Linked DNA regions of Mus musculus: all the other regions are linked to region 2. Evidence: chromatin contacts called from public Hi-C, HiCAR-type, HiChIP or PLAC-seq and promoter capture Hi-C data. All regions are on one chromosome and are shown on one strand. The core of a region is the stretch at or near the end of the contact, and the rest is flanking DNA. Distances in the headings are between cores, read along the strand shown.

What was found. Promoter capture Hi-C pulls out the DNA fragments that hold promoters and counts their contacts. Hi-C and Micro-C count contacts between places; a contact is called where the count stands out from the background. HiCAR-type assays count read pairs that join an accessible place to other places. HiChIP or PLAC-seq counts read pairs in DNA pulled down with a chosen protein or histone mark.
Region 1: a contact with region 2 is called in a promoter capture Hi-C map of liver, with 4 times the contacts expected there. The contact joins the promoter of D10Wsu102e here to the promoter of Tle6 in region 2. A contact is called at or near these places in 1 of 39 promoter capture datasets (liver) and 1 of 115 datasets of contacts at active chromatin or transcription factors (astrocytes).
Region 3: a Hi-C map of B cells shows a contact between it and region 2, with 10 read pairs. The contact joins the promoter of Nfyb here to the promoter of Tle6 in region 2. A contact is called at or near these places in 6 of 39 promoter capture datasets (the C10 cell line, hippocampal neurons, liver and 3 more), 2 of 484 Hi-C or Micro-C datasets (B cells and bone marrow-derived macrophages) and 7 of 115 datasets of contacts at active chromatin or transcription factors (astrocytes, embryonic forebrain, embryonic stem cells and 4 more).
Region 4: a contact with region 2 is called in an H3K4me3 HiChIP or PLAC-seq map of fetal liver, with 4 times the contacts expected there. The contact joins the promoter of Txnrd1 here to the promoter of Tle6 in region 2. A contact is called at or near these places in 1 of 39 promoter capture datasets (liver), 1 of 484 Hi-C or Micro-C datasets (cardiomyocytes) and 3 of 115 datasets of contacts at active chromatin or transcription factors (embryonic forebrain, embryonic stem cells and fetal liver).
Region 5: a contact with region 2 is called in a Hi-C map of B cells, with 18 read pairs. The contact joins the promoter of Tdg here to the promoter of Tle6 in region 2. A contact is called at or near these places in 9 of 39 promoter capture datasets (the C10 cell line, cranial neural crest, frontonasal cranial neural crest and 4 more), 2 of 484 Hi-C or Micro-C datasets (B cells and adipose-derived mesenchymal stem cells), 9 of 115 datasets of contacts at active chromatin or transcription factors (acute myeloid leukemia, astrocytes, embryonic forebrain and 5 more) and 3 of 9 other capture datasets (adipose tissue, macrophages and pancreatic islet).
Region 6: a contact with region 2 is called in a promoter capture Hi-C map of hematopoietic stem and progenitor cells. The contact joins the promoter of Glt8d2 here to the promoter of Tle6 in region 2. A contact is called at or near these places in 7 of 39 promoter capture datasets (the C10 cell line, the HPC-7 cell line, cranial neural crest and 4 more), 5 of 115 datasets of contacts at active chromatin or transcription factors (acute myeloid leukemia, embryonic forebrain, large pre-B cells and 2 more) and 2 of 9 other capture datasets (embryonic stem cells and macrophages).
Region 7: a contact with region 2 is called in a HiCAR-type map of astrocytes, with 2.0 times the contacts expected there. The contact joins the promoter of 1700028I16Rik here to the promoter of Tle6 in region 2. A contact is called at or near these places in 3 of 39 promoter capture datasets (the C10 cell line, liver and maxillary cranial neural crest) and 2 of 115 datasets of contacts at active chromatin or transcription factors (astrocytes and kidney).

Annotation. Positions count from the first base shown.
Region 1 is chr10:83,358,205-83,361,602 of GRCm38.p6, reverse strand. D10Wsu102e (DNA segment, Chr 10, Wayne State University 102, expressed) reads right to left here and starts at 1,382. Exons shown (of 4, transcript NM_026579.3): 1 at 1,230-1,382. The coding sequence starts at 1,344.
Region 2 is chr10:81,598,857-81,602,204 of GRCm38.p6, reverse strand. It overlaps Tle6 (transducin-like enhancer of split 6), which reads left to right and starts at 1,305. Exons shown (of 14, transcript NM_053254.2): 1 at 1,305-1,407; 2 at 2,090-2,170; 3 at 3,067-3,128. The coding sequence starts at 2,126. It overlaps Gm32024 (a long non-coding RNA gene), which reads right to left. Exons shown (of 3, transcript XR_003949022.1): 3 at 2,835-3,194.
Region 3 is chr10:82,762,592-82,765,938 of GRCm38.p6, reverse strand. Nfyb (nuclear transcription factor-Y beta) reads left to right here and starts at 1,798. Exons shown (of 8, transcript NM_010914.2): 1 at 1,798-1,935. It also overlaps a transcript of Hcfc2 not described here.
Region 4 is chr10:82,856,833-82,860,474 of GRCm38.p6, reverse strand. Txnrd1 (thioredoxin reductase 1) reads right to left here and starts at 1,269. Exons shown (of 15, transcript NM_001042513.1): 1 at 1,175-1,269. It overlaps Gm38560 (predicted gene, 38560), which reads left to right and starts at 1,467. Exons shown (of 4, transcript NR_156010.1): 1 at 1,467-1,518; 2 at 3,218-3,353.
Region 5 is chr10:82,628,066-82,631,396 of GRCm38.p6, reverse strand. It overlaps Tdg (thymine DNA glycosylase), which reads right to left and starts at 1,559. Exons shown (of 10, transcript NM_172552.4): 1 at 1,359-1,559. The coding sequence starts at 1,381.
Region 6 is chr10:82,688,832-82,692,141 of GRCm38.p6, reverse strand. It overlaps Glt8d2 (glycosyltransferase 8 domain containing 2), which reads left to right and starts at 1,492. Exons shown (of 10, transcript NM_029102.3): 1 at 1,492-1,653.
Region 7 is chr10:82,810,510-82,814,026 of GRCm38.p6, reverse strand. It overlaps 1700028I16Rik (RIKEN cDNA 1700028I16 gene), which reads right to left and starts at 1,904. Exons shown (of 3, transcript NR_038042.1): 1 at 1,668-1,904.

The DNA of each region.
Region 1 (3,398 bases), core at 133-2,632, 1.8 Mb before region 2:
ACAGCACAGTTAGCAAAATGTAGACCTGCAATGAGTCTTTGATTTTAGTTAAGAAATTCAGATATGCTTTAATCCCAACACTTAAGAGGCACAGGCAAGAGTTCGAGGCTTGCCTGATCTACAGAGTAAGTTTCAGAACAATCAGGGCAACACAGAGAATCACTGTCTTGAAACACACACACACACACACACACACACACACAAAAGGTAAGTCAGAAGTCAGAAATAGGGCCCAAAAAGAGGGTTTTATGGACACAGTGCTTGCCTCCCAAATTGGAAGCGCTATTCACTCCCCACATAGTAGGAAGAGAGAATAGCCCCCTCCACATACCAGAGGTACATAATACAGAGAACCAGAAACGGTTATGTAGACTTGGGCAAGTCAGACTGGGCTTTTTTTTTTTTGTAGAATATACTTGCCTAGCTCTCCTACCTAGAAGGTGCTCAATTTAAAAAATTAATTATTCCGAGTTGCACCTTTCCAAACAAACCAACTGCCCAGTCCAAGCAACAAACACTGAAGACTCAAGCCTTTGCCCACTTTTTTTTTTTTTTTTTTTTTTTTTGTATTTTGTTCTTTGTTTATTCGAGACAGGGTTTCTCTGTAGCCCTGGCTGTCCTGGAACTCACTTTGTAGACCAGGCTGGCCTCGAACTCAAAAATACGCCTGCCTCTGCCTCTCCAAATGCTGCCAGGCTGGGCGGTTCCTAATGAACTCTACAAGGACCACCTGGCCTGGACCGGCTTGGCAGGTAGAGGAAAAAAAAAAAAAGAACCACCACCGCCCAGCGCCGGGCTGGCCTAGTCGTACCCCGGACAGACCCCGGCAGCGTCTCGGGCTCCGTGGCATCCCCTCCCAATTAGCGTCCCAGACTCCGCGGTATCTCCGACCTCCGCAGCGTCTCGGACTCTCTCGGTGTCCCATACCCCCGCAGCGTTCCAGGCTCCCCGGCATCCCTAGCCATCGCAGGGTCTCTGGCTCCTCGGCGTCCGCGGCCCCGCAATAACCCGGACCCCCGACTCCCCACAGCGTCTCGAGCTCCTTGGCTTCCCCGGCCCTGCCGCGTCTCGGGCGCCTCAGTGTCCCAGAACCCCGCAGCGTGCCCGGTCCCCGGTAGCATCCCCAACCTCCTGCAGTGTCTCCAGTAGCGTTCCCGGGTCCCGCAGTGTCCCTGACCCAGCAGCGTTCCGTGTCCCTCCAACCCACCCCGCTCTCCACCGTCGCTCACCTCCCGAACCCTCGCTCCCCGCCGTCAGCAGCTCCCTGGACACCGTGACCTGCGAGCAGGCTACAGAAGACGAAGAAACACCAGGACCGGTCCCGCGCTCGCCCTGGAACTCCATGCTTCCAACCCAGCGCCACTGAAAGAAGCCCGGATATAGGAAGGCACGGGGAAGGGGCGGGGTCAAGGCAGCAATTGGCCGAAACTAGGAGGTGGGCGGTGACTTACGGGTGCGTGGCCAGAGCTCGCGCCTAGAGATGAAGTTCAGACCCACGGGAACCGGAAGCGGGGGTGGGGCCGAGGCGGGGTGGAGGATGGGAACAAGGCACCACACTGCGTGGGCGGAGCGCTGCGGATGCACGTGTCAGGCGCCTAGTCTACCCCAGCCCAAGTCTAGCCCTAGTCTCCTCCTTTATTGTTGTTAGAAAAGAATCAACCCGGCTTGGTCAAGCTAAGCAAATGCAAGCATGAAGAAGGTGGTGCGAGGCCTTTGTCGTTATTTCCATTTTTGTTGTTGTTTGGGGAGGTTTCTGTGGTCTTCAGTTTGTAGCAATCCTGCTTTAGTCTTCCAGATGCCATAGAGGTGGGAGCCACCACACCCAGTTTCTTTTCATTTTCTATATTTTATTTTTTGTCATCCTGGCTGGCCCAGGTTGACTTCAAAATCACCATTTTCCAGCTTCCATTTCCGTGTACTTAAATCTACAGCCGCCCATTACCATACTTTGTTGTTTGTTAAAGCCTCACCAAGTTACCCCGGTTGACCTGGTACTCAAAGTCCACCTAGGTCCTAAATAGCCTGGATTTCAGGTCTGGATGACCAGACCCCAGCTTAGTTTACTATTTAACTGTAAACACAAAACCCAGAAGTGTTAAGAATGCTGTTTACGTTGCTATATATACAGCATGCCTTTGGAACACTGTCATGTCAAAATCCTAAAAGGTTGTTCCAGGTGGTAGTTAAAAGGTAGAGCTGTGAGTGAGGCACTGAGTTTGGTCTCCTACAGAAAAACAAATCCTTCATTTCTAAAAAGCTGAAACAAAACCCCTGAATGACAAACCCCATTCCTCCCCTCTTCCTGCCCCTGGGACCCAATGCTCATGGTTTTGTTGAGAACAAGCGAAAGAAACGTATTCCAAGTGCTACCATTTCATTTCCAGACTCCCATTTAATCATAGGGAGAAACTTAATTCACGGTCCCAGTCTCTAGGGAAGCTGGGGACTTCCCTATATCAGAACAGCTTCTGTTGTAAACAGTTGTCTGTGTGAACGCATCTCCTCAGGGACAATGTGTAAGGAGACAGTTATCTGAGTCCAGCCATCTCAGGGACAACTTCTCCATCTTGCTGGCAGGGTCAAGCAAGTTCATGTTCCCAGACCTAGGAACGAACACCTGTCCCAAGTCTACATGTTTTCCTAATTGTCTGTTAACTGGTAGAGAGCAGAGGAATTGCTATTATCTAAATCAAGGTGTGTAAGTTTTAAAAATATATAACTAATTGCCTGGTATGCACTAGTTAACTACATGCAGCTGACCCACTCCTCCCCACCCCCACCCCACCCCACCCCACCCCTGCTTCCTTATCACTCTGAGCTCTGCACCTAATGGAATTAAGGGCCTTGAAACCAGGTGCCCTGGATATGGCCCAGTACTCCCTTGTTTAACTTATAATGTCAAAACACAATTGGATAAGACTGCAGCTCCCCCCAGCTCCCCTCTCAGGGCTACACAGAGAAACCCTGTCTCGAAAAACAAAAACAAAACAAAACAAAAAGTACAATCTCCCTTCCAGGACGAGGTTCAGACCCCATACTAGCTGCCTCCCTGAGTGCTCAGAAAATAAAGCTTTTGTTTTTAAAGCTTCCATCTCTGAAGTGAGTTGTCTCAGCTCCCACCCCAAACCCAATAATTTCTCTTTCCGTGTAACTAGAATCATAAACTCTTGTTTGTGTAACTAGCATATTTCACTGAGAAGAATGTCTTCAAGGTTTATTGAAAAGGATATCTTTCAATTTTAATGTTGAATAATATGCTCTTGAATTTTGTACCACACTTTCTTTGGGGGGCGGGGCAGGGATTTGTTTTGGGGGGAACACTGTATAACCTAGGCTATATAGTTGAACTCCATGCTATCGATCTTCAAACACTTAATCCCAAGTGCTGAGATTACAAG
Region 2 (3,348 bases), core at 56-2,555:
GGTTGTGAGCCACCGTGTGGTTGCTGGGAATTGAGCCTGGATCCTCTAGAAGATCAGCCAGTGCTCTTAACTGCTGAGCCATCTCTCCAGTCCCTTAAATACTTTTCAATGAAGGAAAAGTTGCTGTGACAGAGGCCTAATTGAGTTGCAATCACTTGTTCATGTGTGGTATGTGGGTGCAAGAGGACACTTCTTGGGAATTAGAACACATTCTCACCTTCTACTGTGTGGGTCGCAGGGATCAAACTCAAGCTGAGCAGCAATGGGCTTTACCCACTAAGCCCTCTCACAGCCCTTTCTGTTTTACACCTGCTTGTACTATGGAAACCAGGCTGGCCCCAAACTCACCGTCACTGCCCCTGCCTCCGAGTCCAAAGTGGTGACTGTGGTTTAATTTCACATCCCCCATCTGTGGCTGGAGTGGACGTAGGAGTGAGGCTAGGGAGGTCCAGAGAGTCCACTCTAACCCAGGCCATCCTCAGCTTACTCCAGGATCCTCCATCCAGGGCCAGGGATGGGGGCTGAGCCTTGCAGGGAGCTCAGGGTTCTGCTTCACTTCCTGTCCTTGAATATGGGGGTCTGGGCTTGTGTGGCTTTGTGCCCGATGTCTTTCCTTTCTCTCTCATTTGAGACAGTCTCCTGTACTCCAAGCTAACCTGGAATTTGCTATCTAACTCAGGACGACCTCGAACTCCTAACCCTCCTACTTTTACCTCCCCAGTGCTGGGATAATGAAGGTGTCTTCAAGTGGTGCTGGGGGTAGGGCCCAGGGCACATGCGGGCCAGCCAGGATGAATCCTGATTCTCCTGTTTCAGTAAGATTTAAAAGAAAAGTGTGTGTGGGGTGTGTGTGTGTGTGTACGTGCAAGAGTGAGTTGTGAGTTCGTGGTCCACCCTGTGGATCCCAGGGATCGAGTTCGGATCAAACGTCTAGGCCGCAATCACCTTCACCTGCTGATCCGTCTCGAATGCCCCAAATAATCAGACTTTTCACCAAACACTCTGAAATTCTCCCAGCTCCCGAATCGCCACACCTGGAACGCGAGGGTTAAGCCGAAGCAGGAACTCCGTGATTGACAGCACGGCCACAAACTGAGCAATGAGCATTCTGGCTCGCAGCCCACGTGGGCTCGCCGCCTTCTGATTGGTCAGGGCCTGCAGGGGCGGTTCGCTGAGTCCGGGGCCCACGTGCACCGTGGCCTGGGCCCTGATACACGCTTCCCTCGGTGGGTGCAGGGGGCGTGGTGTGTGGGTGTGGCCTAGTAGGGCGTGGCCTAGGCTGGAGGGGCGGGGTGAGAGGGGTCAAATGGCCCGGGGCCCAGCAGGAGGGGCTTCCTCCTGGCCTGACCCTGGCTGACCTCAGAGGCTTCCTCTGGGATCCCTGGGGCCTCCCTAACCTCAGAGGTGGTGCGTGAGGGCAGCCCGCTTCCTGCGGGCGGGTCGGGAGAAGAGGGAGCCCGAGGGAGGGGTGTGGACCCTCACAAAACCGACTTCAGCGGGGAGTTTACCTAGGTTGAGTGATTTGGGAGTGAACCAAGTGTCGTTTCTCTTGTCTCCTTTATTCTTTTTTGAAAAATGTTTTAAGTGTGTGCCTGAGCGTATATATTTGCACCACATGCAGGCTTAACTAGTACGCCTGGAAAACTTTTTTTGTTTTGGTTTGTTTTGGTTTTTTGGCTTATTGGTTCCTGGCTGTCCTGGAACTCACTTTGTAGACCAGGCTGGCCTCGAACTCAGAAATCTGCCTGCTTCTGCCTCCTAAATGCTGGGATTAAAGGCGTGTGCCCGGCCTGCCTGGCAAACGGTCCACGACTAGCCACATTTCTGGCTGATCCCGCTAGGGAGTTGGAGGTGCCTGGTTCTCTATTCTTGGTATCTGAAGAGATACTAATGAGGCCCTTAGCTGGGGGTGTGTGTCTGAAACCTTAGTAGTAGTAGTAAAGCCGGGTCTTGGGGAAAGGGAGCGCAGAAGACATGGGGATGGGGAAGGGGCTTCCTCCCCAGCTGGGTCCAGATGATGAAGAGGCTACGGGGATGGGGGTGGGAGTCGGCTTTTCTGCCTTCTAAAAACCTATACCTGTTCTTATAGGACTTAATCAGATTTGTGACCTCAAGAATCTTCTAGATGACTTCCCACAGACAGAGCAGTGACACCTTTGGTGGAATTTTGGTGAGAGAGAAATGGTGGTGAGGGGCACAGTTAGCTTCCTCTCTTCCTACTGTGTTTGGGGTTTTGGAGACTAGTTCTCTCTGCCCCCCCCACCCCCACCCCGCACCGGGAGCTCATGCAATCCTGCCTACCTAGCTAAGATGAAAGGCCTGCACCCCAGCCTGAGCCCCTCAGTGCCTGCACCTGTGACCCCTGACAGCGCAGGTGAAAACCCCCATAGACCAGACCGGGCCCACATTTTCCCAATGTCAATCAAGTGGTGATTATTAACACTAGGTGTTCACCTGGTGTGGTCAGGGCTGAGCCTCTCCTAGCAAGTGGCTCTTTAGTTCCATGTGTTAACACTATATTGGGATTAAAGATCGTTGCCCAGCTTTAATCCACACTTGGGAGGCTGAGGCAGGTGGATCTTTTAGTTCAAGGACAGCCAGCTCTAGGTAATTCCAGAACAATCGGCTACATAGACCCTTTGGGGGAGGAGTTATATCTCCTCCCTCCTCCTTTCCCCTTCTTTTCCTTCCTTGTTTCTCTAAAAGTTAAGGTAATATCAGAAGTCTGTGTACTAAATTGACTGTAGGGCAGTGGTTCTCAACCTGTGGGTCGTGACCCTTTGGTGGTTCCATACCCTGAATGTCAGCTTTTTGCATTCATAACGCTAGTAATGTTACGGTTATAGGAACAAAAGTAATGTTTTGGTTGGAGGTCACCACAACATGAGGAACTGTACTAAAGGGTCGCAGCATTAGGAAGATTGGGAACCACTGTTCCAGAGCCTAGAAGATTCTACCATGCTCTGCCACACCTAAAGAGATCCAGGGCTGGAAGCTAGACATGACTCCACACCTGGGACTTCAGGGAGATGCAGGCTTTATAGTTTTGACCTTTGACCTTTCCAGCCTTCCACCTTATCCAGTCGGTATTTGTCCATCGTGAACCAGCTTCCGGAGGAGTTCAGCAGGTGAGGGTTTCTCTCAGGGCCCCACATCTGCAGGACGGATCCTTGTCCCCAAAGAACCAGCTGTGCCTGGACAGTGGGAAGTCAGCCTAGTTTCCAGTGAAATGTTGTTTGGGTTTGTTTTTAAGCCCGGGTGTTGTTTTTTGTAGTGGTGCAGGCTGAGACAGGAGGATGGCAAGTTCTAAGCCACCAAACCTGTCTTCAAACGATTGCTGGCTGGGAG
Region 3 (3,347 bases), core at 549-3,048, 1.2 Mb before region 2:
TAGTAGTTAATATTATTTCTGTTATAAAGAAACTGGAGAGATGGCTCAGCGGTTAAAAGCACTGAATGCTCTTCCAGAGGTCCTGAGTTCAATTTCCAGCAACCACATGGTGGCTTATGACCATCTGTAATGGGATCTGATGCCCTCTTCTGGTGTGTCTGGAGACAGTGACAGTGCACTCATATACATAAAATAGATAAATCTTTAATTTTTTTTAAAAGGAAATAACAGAGTGGTAAATCTGGCTAGTAAGAAGGGGTCCTGGGCCCACAGGTGGTGGTGGTTCACTCCTTTAGTCCCAGCATTGGGGAGGCAGAGGTAGGCAGAACTGTGAGTTTGAGGCTAGCCTGGTCTACAGAGTGAAATCCAGGACAGCCAGGGCTACACAGAGACATCCTGCCTTGGAACAAACAAACAAACAAACAAACAAACAAAACCAAAACAAGAGAAGAAGGGAGAGGAAGAGGAGGGTGTCCTAGAATTTGGTAGATTCAGGTGGTGGTGCTCCTAACTCCTCTTGAAATAACCGAGAAAGACTCATTTGTTCTTGCTTCCTTATTTACCTGAGAAATATTTATTTATTCTAGACACAGCGGGATATCAATAAATAACATATTTCAATCTTTCTGTATACTTTATGCACATACTTATATGGAATATACACCCAAACACCTTTTTTTCTTTTTTTGAGATACAGTCCGATTATGTAGCCCAGGCTGGACGTGAACACACACACTAGGGAGCCCAAGATGGTCTGGAATTTCCAATCTTCCTGTTTGTGTCTCCCCAGTCATGGGTTTAAAAGGCATAAGCCACAACACCAGGGCCTTCTATAATTATTACTACTACAGTTTCTGTTTCTTCAGACAGGGTTTCTCTGTGTAGCCTTGGTGTACTGGAACTCACTCTGTAGACCAGGCTGGCCTTGAGATTTGCCTCCCTTGTCTTGGAATTAAAGGCGTGCACCTGCCTGACCCAGCCATACTATTATTTCTAAAGACAGGGTCTTAATGTATCTCTGGCTGACCTAGAACTTTCAGTCTTGCTTACTTATCCTTGTTAAGTCCTAGGACAATAATTTTCCATCTATCTGGGTGCAGGTATCCTGCAGTACTTTGCAGTGGCTGGCCATGCAGGACATTTTGGATCACCACCACAAGGGAGAATGGTAGCCAAGGGACATTTGATCCAGATTTCAGTGAGGCCGACAGGGAAGGCCTTAAATGCACAGAGGCCATGAGTTTTTGCAGCCCAGTGTTATCTGGTTGGGAAATGAGCACTTTAGGTAGTAAGCCAACTTGGTAGGGCAGACCTAACACCAGAACACAGCACCAGGGTACAGGGTGGAAGTCGGCTGGGACAGCCTACCTGTTAAACTTGGAGGAAGGGGATGGTGTGCTAAAATGAAAAACTAACATCTTTGTTCACTGTGACTTGAGAGGGAACGCTGTGTGCCTGAGGTGGCTTGGAGGGATACCTAGAAAACATTAGGTGCCTAAAGCATTCTGGAAAGTAGCTCAGGTGTAGATCCCCTCCGGGGCTGAACTCAGGCGGGCGAGACGCTGGTTAGTGGGGAAGGAGGAGCTGGAAGGAGAAAGAAGCCAGAGCAAGCCTTTCCGCGTGGAGCTCTGGATGAGAACGCCGGCCTCTCGGACGCCCTGAAGAGCGAACATCCAGAGCCCGCCCGCGCGCTTTTACGGACCGCGCGCCTTGCTCAGAGGCTCCGGGGCGGGGCCGGGGGCGGACCGGGGCGTGGCCTCGGGCGCGGGCGTCGCGGAGGGAGGGTGTCACGTAGAGGGAAGCGGCCCGCGGCGGAGGGAGGGGAGGCCGAGTCCTGGAAGTGGAGCTCCGCGCTGGGACTGGTTCCTTCGCAGCCATTTTCTGTCCAACCAAACAGCCGATTGGAGACGGGAGCCAACCAGGGCTGCATTGGAGGTTTGTGTCTCGCTTCGGCCAATGATCGCTCCTAAACCGACTCCACTTTAGCTCGAATGAAATGTCCGTCTCCTCCCGGCGCCGTCCCCGCCGCCAACGCCGCGGCGGTCGGGGGCACTCGCAGTCCGCAGTCTTCGGGCGGGCCGGGCCTCCGGGCGAGGCCGCTGTGCTTCGGGCCGGGCCGGGCCGGGCCGGGCGCGGGGCGGCGGGCGCTTTGTGCGCGGGGCCGCGAGCCGCGGTCGGGCTGGGCCGGGCGGCTGCGGGGCTCTCGCGGCGGCAGCCCCGGGCCGGCTCCATTTTGTCCGGGGAGCCGGCGGGCGGGGAACGCTGCGCCCCGGAGCGGCCGCTTTGTCTCCCGCATCCCGCCGGCGGCGGGCGTTGGGCACGGGCGGCGGGGGGATGCGCTCCGCGGGGCCGCCCGGGCACCTGCGAGCCGAGGCGGCGGGTCCCTGCGAGGAACGAGCGGCCTGGCGGGCCCCCGGCCCGCTCCGCGCCTACAGCATGCAGCCATCTGGCGCCTGGCTCGCCCCGGACTTGCCCCGAAGGTGGGAAGGGAGCCTTGGAGGTTGCACGGAGGTTTCAGTCACCCGTGCTGGGGGGGCGGGAGGGTCTGCGAGAACAAAGAATTTACGGAGCACCCGCAGATCCTTTCATGCCTAAAGTCTAGAAGAGGGCTGTTTGATGTAGACAAGGTTAGGTAGCAGACGACCTTTAAAAAAAATGGCATCCCGCTAATCTTCACAGACCCTAGTTTTTGTAGATGGTGCCACAAATCACCCGAGTGGCTTCAGCTCTCAGTAAGGAAACTAATCGGTAACAGAAAGTGATGGCTCAACTGGTCAGTAGTAGTGGCATTAATAAATAGGAGCTTTATGGATGAGATACTGAGAGTTTAACCAGAATTCCTTTAAAGGCAAATGATTCCTCCTCTGCACTGCTCTTTGTAGCTTAATTTAAGGATTCTATCGATGCAAAGCTGTGGTTGTCGATGCCAAAGAAAGGAGGTTGGAGGAAGGGAATCTGCTTTTCTTGGATACAGATTTGCATTTCTTCAAACACCAAGCAGATGTATGCATTCCCTTGAGCTATTACACAGATTATAACCTGCCCTGAAGAAAATGCTTTCCATATGAAGAGAGATATTCTTAATGGATTAAGTCTAAGTATATACTTAGCAACTATTTGGGTTGGTAAGGCTCTCCCCCGGTTCCCACTCTAAGCAAGATGCATACACATACCCAACCTTCAGTGTTTGAGTGTTCAAACACACCTTTTAAAGCTACAGGAACATTCTGGATCTAGAAAAGGGGCATATATGGGAAGGCAATATAGATTACTTGTAAGATTATAGCAATGTCAGGTAGTCTTTGCTGGCTGATTTTTAAAATTCAACAGCCCTGTTTTTTCCCTAC
Region 4 (3,642 bases), core at 20-2,519, 1.3 Mb before region 2:
CGGGACGCCACGCGCCCTGGGTCACTCTCGCCAGTGGACTCCGACCCTTAAGCAGCCGGGCCAGCAAGACTCCAGGACCCCCAGAACTCAGAAAAGCTCTGCATGGCGGCTAAAAACACCAGCCTCGTAGCCACCTAACATTAACACTGCGTGGTCTGGTTTTTGATCGCTGCGCCGGGTGAATGCAACACCCAGGGCTTCCTGGAATCTGAAACCGCGGGCAAAACGAAGGTCCACAAAGACGCTATCCATCCGCTCTGGATGACATCAGAGGAGGATGGTCCTATTTCACAAAGTAATGAACTCGGAAAAGTCTGGAACTATTGAAAATGTAGCCCACAGCTAAATGAATGAATATGTGTGTGTGTGTGTGTGTGTGTGTGTGTGTGTGTGTGTGTGTAGTGTCAGTATGTCATATATACTGACACCAGCACTTAAAAGCATAGTTATTCAGTACTAGTACCAACAGTGAGATATATTTACAAAGTGCTATAGCATTATATATATATAAACATTTAGTCTTCACAATGTACTTTTAGATGTATTACCAAATTACCATGTCCATTTCATAGGTAAAGGAAACCGAGCTACATATTGTCAACCAACTTGGGCAAGTTCGAGCTGCCGGTCAACATTGGAGGCGAGACTCAATCCAGGCAGGATTGTCTCTGCTCTGTACTAGTCTGCACCGCCTCCTTCAGTTAGGGAAAGGCTGTGCTGTAGTCCCAGCTGCCCTGTTTAACTGCCTGGGTCAAGAAGGGCAAGCCACTAGGAAACATGCGATTGCCAATTCCAAGGAATTTCATGGGGCTTAGGAAGTGGAAACATTTGTAAAGGCATGAAACTCCTTAATGTTATCACGGATTTATATACTTACTCGTCACAGTGTTATATATACCTCAAGATCACTGCTCTACAAAGAATACCCACTTTCTCTGGTTGCCAGGCATCAGCAGACAAGGGCCAGACCCAAGTCCTCATATCCTGAAGCTTGTGACCCGGGCTGTCTTCTGCTTACCCTAGCTTGTTCCCAGCCTGCTCAGTCGCACATTAAACGATCCCCTCCCGGACATTTCCAAAGCACCACCCCGGAGCGATGCTCCCAGGCCCGCCAGCGACCGTCCCGGGCATCCCAGGTCCCCAGCGGTCAGCTCCACGCTGACACAGAGCTTACATGAACAAGGAAGGTGAAACCACCAGCTCTTCTCGCCCCGCGGTGTCGGCGTCCCGCACCTCCCGCGTGGACGCGAGGCCTGACGGAAGCAAACTGAGGATAAAGAGCTGCGGGTTCCTAGTGGCTCCGGGAAGCCACGCCCTGCTCTTAGTAGGCGGGCGAACTGCCCGTGTCAGAATGACAAAGCAAAAATCCAGTCCCCGCGCAGCCCCGGCAACCTGTCCCGGTTGTCCCCGCAAAGTGAGAGCTCCTAATTGGACCGTACAACATCCTCGCTGCTCGGAACCGCCCCCCGACCCAAAGGCCGCGGCTGCTATTCAAAGAATGTTGGGAACCAGAATCGAGTAAGAGTGTGGAGTGAGTAACCCGGGCTCAGCCCTAAGGCGCTGCTATCTACACAAGCTTGCGTTAGTCACATGAGGAATTTTAAAAATATTGACGCCCGGCACCCATACAGACGATCTGATGCCCCTGGCACTGGCTGTGACCCTGCCAAATAGTTGTTTTCTTAAAAAAAAAAAAAAAAAAAATCCAAAAGTTAATCTAATTGACTGCAAAGGCGGCAGTGACCTAAGGTAATGGATTAGTCAAGTCTGGTGATTCTCTTAAGGAAGTTCCCTGGTTTTTTAAAGCTATGCCTACTTCATCCTGAGTTACCCTGAGAAGAAATGACTAGTTCCCCTTACAATACTTCCTCCTCGTCCCAATCGGGCTTGGGGGTTCACCTTAAGGAAAACACTTGGCACACCACCACCAGCATCGACCAAAGAAGGCCTTGTCCTTTCATGCCTCCTGCCTCTAGGCTACTAAGAATGCTTGGTGAATGAATGAATGAATTGTCTGACCCACTATGGAAAAAAAAAAAAAAAAAAAACTAGGTGAGAAGGTTGCCAGCCTGAAGCCACGCCTTCTGAGAACTGGCCTCCCCACTTTCCTTCTAGGCTCTTCCAAGGTGACAGTAAGAAACTTGCATAAACGGACACACAGGCTGCCAGGCTGACCAGATACTTAGCCCACACTGCCCGCTGCTCATTTCTTGTGTGTGTACAAGCAGTGCTTGAACCGGAGCAGCCCCTGATACGCAAGTGTCAGGACTGGCTACAAAGTGTCTAGCTCCAAAGTGTTCAGGGCAAACGTAGTTAAGGACCAAGGGATGGCAAATCTGATTACCCCTGGCTCCCCAGCCAAGCTCTGTTTGCCGTATTTCAGGCACTGCACATTGGGACAGTCTGTAAAGGAAGGTCATGAACACCCCCTTCTTAAAAATACAGACAGTGCAACTTGTTTCAAGAGTACGACAGGGTAGAGAGAGGCTCTTCTATCACTAAGTTACAATAATGTACTAATGCTGTGATTATAGGATTCTAATAGCTTGACCCTGAAAGTGTCTTACATGGACTGGTCAGAGAGGGATCACAGTTGAGATGTTACTTTTTCTTTTTTTAAAGATTTATTTATTTTATGTATTTGAGTACACTGTCACTGTCTTCAGACATTACAGATGGTTGTGAGCCAACATGTGGTTACTGGGAATTGAACTCAGGACCTCTGGGAGAGCAGTCAGTGCTCTTAACCACTGAGCCACCTCTCCAGCCCCAGTTGAGATTTTTTTTTCTAACAGCTTATTAGAAAAGACTACATATGCCACTGCAACTCCCCACTGCTCTTAAGATAAGCAGACTATAGCACAAGTGGCTAAAACAGCTTCCCTGTTGTGAGGAGATGCAGAGAGCTCTACCCTGGTCCAGTTTAAAAGCAGTTCCTCCTTACCTTTCCCCATAGCTCAAGGACTGCTCATTGTCTACTCAAACACCTTAAACGGCTTTGACTGTGCACGTTCTTATCTTTCTTCCTTGAAAACCAATGTCTAGTCTGTCAATATTCATTTGAAAAGTCACCTCCTCTGGGTGGGGTTCCCACGGAGGATTAACTGTCCCTTGCTCTCTGTGGTCCCCAAGTACCTACTAATAAATAACTGCACATCTTCTAAATCTATCCAAACGTTTGTAAAGCAACCCCGTGTTTGATTTCTTGTCTCTCCAGAATGCGGTATCATAGCCCAGAAAACAATGCGAAATCCTTCTGTTTCTGAACTGTCATCTCAGCTGAGATAGATGATCGGGGGCCCTACTGCATCAACAGCAGTATAAAACACCCCACCTAGAGAGAGCGCACTCAGGTACAATAATCACTGCTCACACCTTCATCTCTCTAGGGCCCCTTGAGATCAAGGCTACGTTTCTCAATGGTCCAGACAAGGTAAGACCCACCCTTGTTTGGAGAGGTTTGTTTGTTTTGTTTTGTCAAAACAGGGTTTCTCGGGCTGGTGAGATGGCTCAGTGGGTAAGAGCACCCGACTGCTCTTCCGAAGGTCTGGAGTTCAAATCCCAGCAACCACATGGTGGCTCACAACCATCCGTAACGAGATCTGACGCCCAAATAAATAAATAAATAAATAAATAAATCAA
Region 5 (3,331 bases), core at 310-2,809, 1.0 Mb before region 2:
CACGGAGAATGCACACTTACCCGTGCGTTAGCTCCTACATGCAGAGTGCAGGAAGACTTTAGGACTAGTCAGAATTTCCAGTTCCTGCTGGGCCTGGGAGGAAAGGCCCATAACCCCAGCCATCTGAGAGGCTGAGGCATGAGGCTCATGAATTTAAGGTCCACCGGAGCTACAGAGTGAAGCCAAGGGTAGCCAAGGCAACACAGCAAGACCTTTCAAAATAACGAGTAAGAAGATGGCTGAGGGACATGACTCAGTGGTAAGCTTGCTTAGCACACTGGAGGCTCTGGGCTCAATCCCCAACCACACACTCCCAAATAATAATAAAAATCTGGGTTCATTTTTAAATCATTTCAGTAGTATGACATCAAGGTCTTACACACACACACTATTTAGTCTTGGGTTAGAGAGAGAGAGAGACAGACCACACACACGTACACACACATGTAATATTGTGCCTCTTTTTGTTAATGATTCACTATTGCATCCATTCAGCATGTATTTATGTAGACTCCAGTTCAACCTATCAGTTCTACAAACCCCTCTGAAAGTTGGGCCGGCATATTTCCCACTTTCACCAGCAGGTCCCTGGCACCCTGTAGTTGGTAAAGGCTTTAAGATAGGTCTACCTGTCCTGTGAGTAGAGGCCCTTCTGCAGTGTCCCTTGGATCTTTGAGTGGTAAACCAGACTTTCATTTCAACTCCCATGGACTGCCATCAGCCCCCGTCAATCTGCTCAAAGATGTACCATAATACAGCCGTCGAGTGGGAAGGCGGGCTGAAGACAGAATCTCTTGCCTAAGTTCAATGTCCATTTGCCACTTAGAGGCAAGCTAATTCTTCGCCAGGCAGGGCTAATACCTAAATCTCCATTCCTTTTACCTGCGAAGACCTTGCCATTTTGTTTTTCTTAGCTTTCTGCGAAGAGTCTAAATCCCCAAACCTATACTTTGTCAGGCCCGCCCTGACATCCCCATTACCACTAAGGGACAATTTTAAAGACCATCCCAGAATGAAAGACATCTACAGATTGACTTCTTAGCGTGTTATACACACTCCACAGCAATAGTATCTATCCCGCGAGGATGAGAAGGACCCCGCAGCAACCGCGGCCACAGGGTACCCGCTTCGCCTTTACAGTCCACGGTGACGGAGGGTGAAGAACCGCGCGGGCGGAGGCTGCGGCCGGGCACACACCACCTTTTAAAGCTCGCGGGTACGGGAGGCAGAGGACGTGCGCGGACCTGGGAGGGGGGGGGGACGTGTGGGGAGCGGGGAGGTCCCCACTGCGCACGCGCAAGCCGGCCTTTGTGCGGGCCGCGGCCCTGACCGACCCCAGCCGCGAGCGCCCGCGTTACCTGCGCGCGGCCTCTGCGTCCATGGCGGCGCCGCCGAGGGTACGGCCACTCCTGCCGAGCCCACGGGCGCCCGCTCTGCCGCTCAGCGCGCGGACTCACCACAGGATCGGGGCGGCCGGTGGATGGACGGCGCTGGCCTCGGCCCCTCCCACGCTGCTACATCACCGCGGCGAGTCCCCAGCGCACTTCCGTCCCCCTCCGAGGAGGCCGGCGGCCTCGCCATCACGTGATGCTGGCCAGGCCAATGGCGTGTCCTTTTCGGGGCGCCCCGACCGCCGCTTAGCCTTTCGGGAAACGTGGATCTCGGCGAGGATGGGGAGCGCCCGGCTGACGTCAGCTTTTGTGGGCTCTAAGTTTCCTTGAAGGTGTGGGTTAAGGGTGATGGCCTTTAGGATGTATTATGCGTGGTGGCAAATTCATGTCTTTTCACCTCAAATTTTGTGCGGATTAAAAGCTACCTGACTTGGGGCTCACAGAGCCTGAGCTACCAACCAGGGAGCTTTCAGGAGCTGGACCTAGACCCCTCTACACGTTTGTAGCAAATGTGAAGCTTGGTGTCCGTGTGAGTCCCCTACAAGTGGAACAGGGGCTGTCTAGGTCTCTGTTCCTTGCCAGTGGACCCAGCGCGGACTGGGGGAAGAGGACTGCGTGTTTCCTCAGTGGGAAAGGATGTGCCTACACTTGCTGAGATTAGATGTACCAGAGTCTTACCCAAGTGGGGCTTCCTCTTCTCTGAGAAGAGAAGGGGGCAGGATTTGTAAGCGTGGGACTGGGTGGGGGTGGGGCTGTGAACGGGACGTAAAGTTAATTAAATTAAAATGAAAACAACCACCCCCTCCCCCGCAACTATGTGTCTTGGCTGGGCGACCCAGCATTTGCATAGACAGTGGCAGGCAGAACTAAGTTCGAGGCTGGCCTGGTTTATAGAGCGAGTTTCAGGACAGGCAATACTACACAGAGAAACTCCGTCGTGAAAAACTAAAATGATAATTATAATAATGATAAATAAATATTGTGCCTTACACAAAACAACATTCTTTCTTTTCAATTGTCTTTCTTGTCAATTCCTGTGATGAGGAGTAGGGCTGATTGGAACTGGAAAACCTAAGATTGGAAGCCACCAATGTTTGGGCCTCAGTTTACTAATCTGTAAGGGGAAGCTCTTGGTAGATTACAAAGATTTCCATAAACAGTTGTCTACGTTGGAGATGGACAAACACTCGCCTAGATGCTAGATGCATCTCTGCTTTAGAACCTTAGACAGCAATCTCACCTCGATTTCTCGGAGGTTCTTTTGGTTTTTGAGATAATTACAAAACTGTGTACCCCTGACTTGGCTTAGAGCTTTGCAGCTGTAGTCCAGGCTGGCCTCAACCTGAGGCAAGTCTCCTGTTCACTCTCTTGCATACTGACTGGGATTACAGGGCATGTATCACCATACTTGACTTTCGGAGGTTCTAAGAGTTTGTTTGTTTTTTTTTTTTAGATTTATTTATTTATTTATTTATTTATGTGAGTACACTGTAGCTGTCTTCAGACACTCCAGAAGAGAGCAGTCAGATCTCATTACAGATGGTTGTGAGCCACTATGTGGTTGCTGGGATTTGAACTCAGGACCTTTGAAAGAGCAGTCAGTGTTCTTAACCGCTGAGCCATCTCTCCAGCCCCAAGAGTTTTCATTTAATTTCTTTTCAATGTCTGCTGTGGGTGTTTGGCCAGAGAGTTGTCTAACGGCGTCTAGCCCTCTCCGTGAATCCCAGAGTGATGACACCTAGGCTTTGAGGTAGCCTCTTGTCAGCGATTGTTATCTGAGATTTGAGGGGGTTGTTCCTTCAAAGGGTTTTACAGTATCAGTCCTTAGACGTACCTGGCAGACCAGGTAGTCTCCTGTGTCTGAGAATCTTGGGCAATGGCTCCTTCATAACCCCTAGATCATAGAAGAGGTTTGGGTATGCAGAAGTTAACTTGCTAAA
Region 6 (3,310 bases), core at 243-2,742, 1.1 Mb before region 2:
GGCCTGAGTTTCTTTTTCTTCTCGTTTACATCATAAGGAGGAGGAATCCACCATACAAGATGGAAATGCTGGTCATAGATAAGAAACCTCTTGTGTCCTCAAGGCATGGCAGGAATAGGAGAGAAAGGGACTGGGAGTCATACATTAGGGACCAGAGGAAAGGGTTCGAAAATAATGACCAGAGAGATTTCAGTTAATATGAGAAGTAGGTCCTATGAAAACAGTTACTATTTCAGTCTTGAAACTCATGCCAATCATCCACTTATCCAATAGTAGAATAATTCAATGCCAGGCATCCTCTTGAGTAGATGAGAGGTACAGATGAGGTGATCTTGGGAGTGAACTGAACTGAACAGGCATCAGCCTACAGTCCTGTTTGTGGTACTGCCTTGGGACCTGTCTGAGGGACCACTCTACCACATCTGATACCCTCATGAGTGGGCAATGTGACTCCCAGAAGGCATGGTTATCAAATGAAAATCCCAGGCATGTGATAACACCCTATGAGTCAATGGTTATGGGAGGCCAGAGTCTCCCCAAACGATACGAACTATGACAACTGCATTGAGTGCTAAGCGCTAATCTGGACTCTATATCAACTCTTCGTCTCTATGTGAGGCTCAAGGAATATCACAGAAGAGAAGGCTGAAAGAATTTAAAACTTGGAAAATTGTGGCCGTGGTTAAGAGCACTTGCTGCTCTTTCAGAGGACCCAAATTTGGCTGGAATCTGAAATGTGGAGCAAAATTTAGCTTACCTAACACACTGAGAGAACAAAATGAAGCAGAAGGTATGAATCTGTTTTTATCAATGTTCAAAGTTCCATGTGATTGGAAGGAAGTGACTGCTTGTGATGGAGGCAGCCATCGAGGAGTTCCTTATGAAAGTTAGAGAGAAGCCATTGTGGAATATGTTCCATGATCCTGGGCAAAGCTCTGGTACCATTCCTACATTTCTGGGGATCAACTGCAAAACCACAGAACAGCAGTGTTGCCACCAAGTCTGCCCCCTGACTGATGCCTCTCCCCTCCAGAGGGAATACACCCCACCTGGAAGCTTCTGTCTTTATCACAGCCTCAATAAAAGACGATGGTTGTCTGAGACATGATTTGCCATGGTAACATTTCAACACACAGGAGATTTCAAAGATTCTCAGCAAGAACCTGGCTGAAATTAGAAATTTACACTAGACGCACGACGGTATAAATTCACTTTCCAAACATTTGTTCTTCCCTAGGTTTGCAGCTTTTACTCCAGAACAGCCCTGTTTTGCTGAGAGTTTCACACGCAGACTGCAAGAGAAAGCCGAGAGAGGAAGTCTGCCCCAGCCAGCCAACCTGCCCTGCCTTCAGGACGAGCACATCTGGAAGCGTTTCAGGAGCAGCCTCTGCCTGCACAAGGCTTGGGTTCCCAGAGGCTGCAGGAGTGGAAGAAACCCGAGCCATTCAGGCAACGCAAGCGCAAGCGGAGGTGGGTGTGGACGGCTGAGGCACACTCAGGGCTCGCAAGCCATTTGGGATTTCCAATGGGATCTGGGAAGCAGCTGAAGCAACAGGCAGCTTAGTGGTCCCGCGAGGCCAGCCGCAGTTTGAATGCTCAGCTCTGCAGCGGTTCTGGACCAAGTTGCCCAAAGCCTACCCTCACATCCATCAGGTAAATACAGCAATTACAAGCAAGATAATCTTTCCATTTCACCCTTTCTGTCTACACCACTTGTTTATTTTGCTGTGAACTCAGAGAAGTAACTCGGAGGAGGCAGACTGCCCCCTTCACAGCCTCAGCCTCCAGAAGCCCCCTAGTTTGTAATGTAACATCGTAAAGAACCTTTCTATTGCAGCAAACCCAAGACGCTCACTGTATAAGCTTTTCACATCTTGCTATTTTTGCAGAGCAGAGGCTAGCCCTATTCTCCCATCTCTGCCCTAATGGTGATTTGTTTGTTCGTTTGCATTGGATTTTAAGTTGCATTGGGGATCAGGAGTTAGACATGACAGAGATCAGTGTTCGCATTTAATGTGAGTCTGTTTCTGAGCCAAAATGACATAACTGAGTTATGATTCATGTTTTTGGAATCTGTCCTGAGAAACTCTTCAGGGGCCTCCATACCCAATAAGAGAACTGGCAGTTAATTCTGTGGTTTTGTTGTGGTATGGGAGTCACAGTGTTTGATTTAGCATCCAAAGACGCAGGATGTTTGTCCTATGCAGCCTGCTGGCCAATAGGACGCTGGTGGGTTGGTTTTGCCTTTTTTTTTTTTTTTTTCTTCTCGAAATGTTTTGGTATTGCGCTTCTTCGAAATATCCTTTTGGTATTACATAATGGAATTCTAGTTCTCCCTCTGATACAGCCAACAACAGAGCTGTGCCCTACAGTAATGAAAGTGTGGGCTGTGTGCCACCTGGGAAGACTTTCATAAGCCTGATTCTGGTCATATCTCATCCATGTGCCTACATTTTCCTATCTGCAAAATGGAAATAAAGTGATACAATGTAACATGTGACACACAGATACAAAGTAAATGTGGCACATAGGGCCAGCTTCCCTGGCAATGCTGATAATGACAATGAAGGTCACAGAAGTGACACATGCTGAACTGGACAGGTCCCTGCCCCGGACATTCTGATGTTTTTGAGTGTTCCTCATCTCCCAACATGTTTTTTCCCCAGGACCCTGCTTTCTTCATCCTTCCACAATAATACCTAAACCCTCCATCTCTCTCTCTCTCTCTCTCTCTCTCTCTCTCTCTCTCTCTCTCTCTCTTTCTCACACACACACACACACACACACACACACACACACACACACACACATCTCCGCTCTTCATCCTCCTCTCTGAAAGGCATGTTCACTAAGTCACCGTTTTCATTCCTCATTCCCAAGAAACATCGTTCTCTTATTGCTTCCTTGATGTCAGAATATTTCAAAGGATGTTTAAGAGGATGTAGTCCCACTGGAGAAGGAGCTCCAAGCCCCTTCAGACAGAGCAAAAACTAGAAAAACACTTTAAAGGTCCTGAGAAATATCTCAACAAAGAATGCCACTTAAGGACATTTTAGCATGTGGCAGTTCCCAAACTTGAGTCATTTTATCACATACATGAACATGGCTTGGCACATGCTCTGGTACTCGCTGTTCTGACCACACTTGTTTTCATGTTGGCTCCTTTATGAAATCCTATTTGATAGCACTTCTGGTGAGCAGCCACGGGGGTGCTGTGTTCTTCCTCTAAATGCGATGTCTGTGGTTCCAAAAGTTCAAGCGCTTAGGACTTGACCCTTAAGTCAGTTTGGGGAGATGGTATAGAAGCTTT
Region 7 (3,517 bases), core at 655-3,154, 1.2 Mb before region 2:
AGATCACCAGCATCATTCCAGGGAATCGGTACATCCTAGCATCCTTTGTAAGTGTCGTACAAGGAGCGTGTCTCCTGCCCATATGCATGTAAAGTATAGAAAAATGGCCGGAACAAAGTGCTGCTTCATAAAGCAGGCCCAAATTTAAGTTTCAGCTCGTTGGTTAAGATCCTGCCTTGTGGGTGTGAGAACCCCAGTTCAGGTCCCCAGAAAGAAGAAAAAGGAGTCAGAGAAAGAGCTCAAAGGCAAAGAACACTTAGTGTTCTTACTGAAGATGTGGGTTTGGTTCCCAGCACCCATACCAGGTGCTCACAACCATCTGCAACTCCAGTGCCAGGGGATGGGATGCCTATTTCCTTGGGCAGCTGAAAGCACACGGTGCACACAGACAAGCAGGCACGCACGCGCACACACATAAATAAAAATGAAAACCGTAAAACGGCACAATAGACACCGTCATTCTGGCAAGGTAGGAACAGAGACCGCCTGATGTAGTATCTAGGCCAATGAAAGCCAGGGCAGGGAGTTAACTTGCCTTATATTTCCACCACGCCCGGCATAAAGTATTTTTTTAAAAACCCAAAAAACAGCCGGGCGTGGTGTCATACGCCTTTAATCCCGGCACTCGGGAGGCAGAGGCAGGCAGATTTCTGAGTTCGAGGCCAGCCTGGTCTACAGAGTGAGTTCCAGGACAGCCACAGCTACACAGAGAAACCCTGTCTCGAAAAACCAAAATAAATAAATACCCCCCCCAAAAAAACAAACAAAAACTAGTTAAGAGGGCTAGAGAGATGGCTCGGTGGTTAAGAGCACTGACTGCTTTTCCAGAGGTTCTGTGTTCAATTCCCAGTAACTACATAGTGGTTTACAACCATCTGTAATGGGATCTGATGCCCTCTTCTGGTGTATCTGAAGACAGCTACAGTGTACTCATATACATAAAATAAATAAATCTTAAAAAACAACAAAAAGCAAACAAACAAACAAAAAAAAAAAACCACCTAGTAAGAGTAGGTGCCTCACAGAAATCGATTTAGAACACATCTCCAACTCCCTCGTGATAAGTGAGAAGAAACTGAAGCGATGGCCACAGGAGCTATCCACCCTTCACGCGGGTACTGTCCTATCCCTCCGAAGACCTCCCCTTCCCCATCATAAGCGCTCTTCTAGGTCCTCTGCCTTCCTGTCCTTCCCTGGGGCTCCCTGACCTGGAATGCAGGGAAGGACCCTGCGCCAGACACCCTACCAACCTTCCCTCATCAGCTATGCATCCCACGTGGGGCGAGCCCCTATCTCACCATCTCGGCAGAAGCCAGGGTTCAGTGTTTTATTTCCCTTTGGGACCTATAAAGGATGTGGGGGAGGCCGTGTAACCAATGATCACAGCCAGAGACCTACAGCCCAATGGCATCGGCTTGGGTCCCAGCTCTGCCACTCTGGCCTGGGTAACTTGGGGAGTAACTTGGCTTATATTTCTACCTGTTTATAAAGTATCTTTTTAAACCCCCAAAAAACAGCCAGGCGTGGTGGCGCACGCCTTTAATCCCAGCACTCGGGAGGCAGAGGCAGGCAGATTTCTGAGTGAGCAAGTTTCCTAACTTCTTGGAGCGTCGGTTTCTTCACCTGTAAAATGGGGGTTACTTGAAACCATCGCGGGAGATGCTTACACGGGTCTGGGGCGGCGAGAGGTCGGGCGGGCGAGCTTGTGGAGCCACCAACGCCCTTGAGAACCTGCGGCTGAGGCAGGGCGGCCCGTTGGCGACCTGTGCCCCTCTCCGCTCCGGCCCAGCAGCCGACTCCTCGGAAGCTCCGGGAGGGCAGTGCCGGGCTGCTCGAGAGCAAGGAGGAGCGCGCTGCCGGGGCAGCGTGGACAGGCGCTGCTCGGCCGTACCTGACACACCCTCGCCGCTCCTGCCCTCCGCGCCTCCGGTCCCCCTCCTCCTTGCTCTCGAGCAGCCCGGCACGCGAGGGGGGTGGGGGGCGGTCCACGCGCGCGGGAGGAGGAGGAGGATGGCGAGCGGAGGGCGCGCGCCCCCTGCCGGCCAGGGAAGAGATAAGCGATGGGCCGCGCCAACAGAGCTAGCCTGAAGAGGGAGAGGAGGAGAGTATTGGGATGGAGATGGGAGTGAGGGTGGGGTGGGGGTGGGGGGGGTGAGGATGAGGATGGGAGTGGGCGAGGATGGGGATGGGTGTGGGAGAGGATGGGGGTTGGGAGCAGCTTGCTTTTCCGTGGATCTCATACACTTGTTTGTTTTCTTTGACTTTTTAAAAATGTGTAGGTAGCCCACAGGTGTCATGGTTAATGTCGAGGTCATATGGAGGTCAGAGGACAACTCAAGCCAGCCGGTAGTGGCACATCCAGGCCTTTAATCCCAGTACTAGAGGGAGGCAGAGGCAGGTGGGTCTCTGTAAATTCAAGCCAGCCTGGTCTACAGAGAGAAACCCTGTCTTGTAAAAACAAAACAGAAAACTCAGGGATCAGTTTTCTCCTTCCATCATGTGGGTCCTGGGGATCAAACTAAAACTCATCTCCTGAGGTTTGATGGCAAGCACCTTTATACTGAGCCGTGCCTCTGGATGCTTTTTACTAATATGTTTGTGGTTTTTGAGGTAGGGTCTTGTGTCTAACCAGGGCTCACCTGGAAACTTGCTAAACTGTTTGGTAACCGAGTTTTGCTTTAGTTCTTTAGTTTGGTTCTAAAGAACTTGGGACCACTCTGCTCCCACAGCCTTATCTGGCAATGGGTAGTGGGGTAATTTGCCATCCTGCCATGCTGCTTTTGAAAAATAAGCTGCCTTTTTTTTTAAGGTTTTATTTATTGAGACAGAGTTTATGTAGTGCCCAGGCTGACCTTAAATTAAGGAGCCTCTGTTTTTTGCCCCGTGTGTGCTATATGACATACACACACACACACACACACACACACACACACACACACATATATATATATATGTATACATATATATATATACAGATAGGCATGCACTGCTATGTTTACTCTTGATTTTATTCTTCCTTCCCCTGTGTGTGTATGTATGTGTGTGTGGGGTTACACATGTGTGCCTGAACACATGGGCAGATAGCATCTCGAACCTGTAAGAGTTTTCCTTGCATTGCTGAAACCCACCTACGTATCTAGTAAGGTCTTGATTTATGATTATCTAATCATAACCATGAGACTACAAAAATTCACATAGCAGCTTTTGCACTGGACCACGTTATTCCAGGCTAGCTGCGGTCTCTGGTCATAGTCAGTCATAGTGTCTCGTGCCCTTTGAGATGACAGTCGTGTTTTTGCGTTGACCACTAAGAACATTCTAGTCTCCCCTCTGACCTCTGACTCCTATGCCCACGCCTTGATCTGGGACTATAAACTTCACCAAAATATCACCTTTGTGCTTTTGTCTTTGATGTTGTCCAAATGCCTGCCACAGTGCCGGGGAGATTATAGTAATTAGGTATTGAAGGAAATGCTGGGTTTTAGTAACAGTAATAGAATGGCCCACACGATAATGC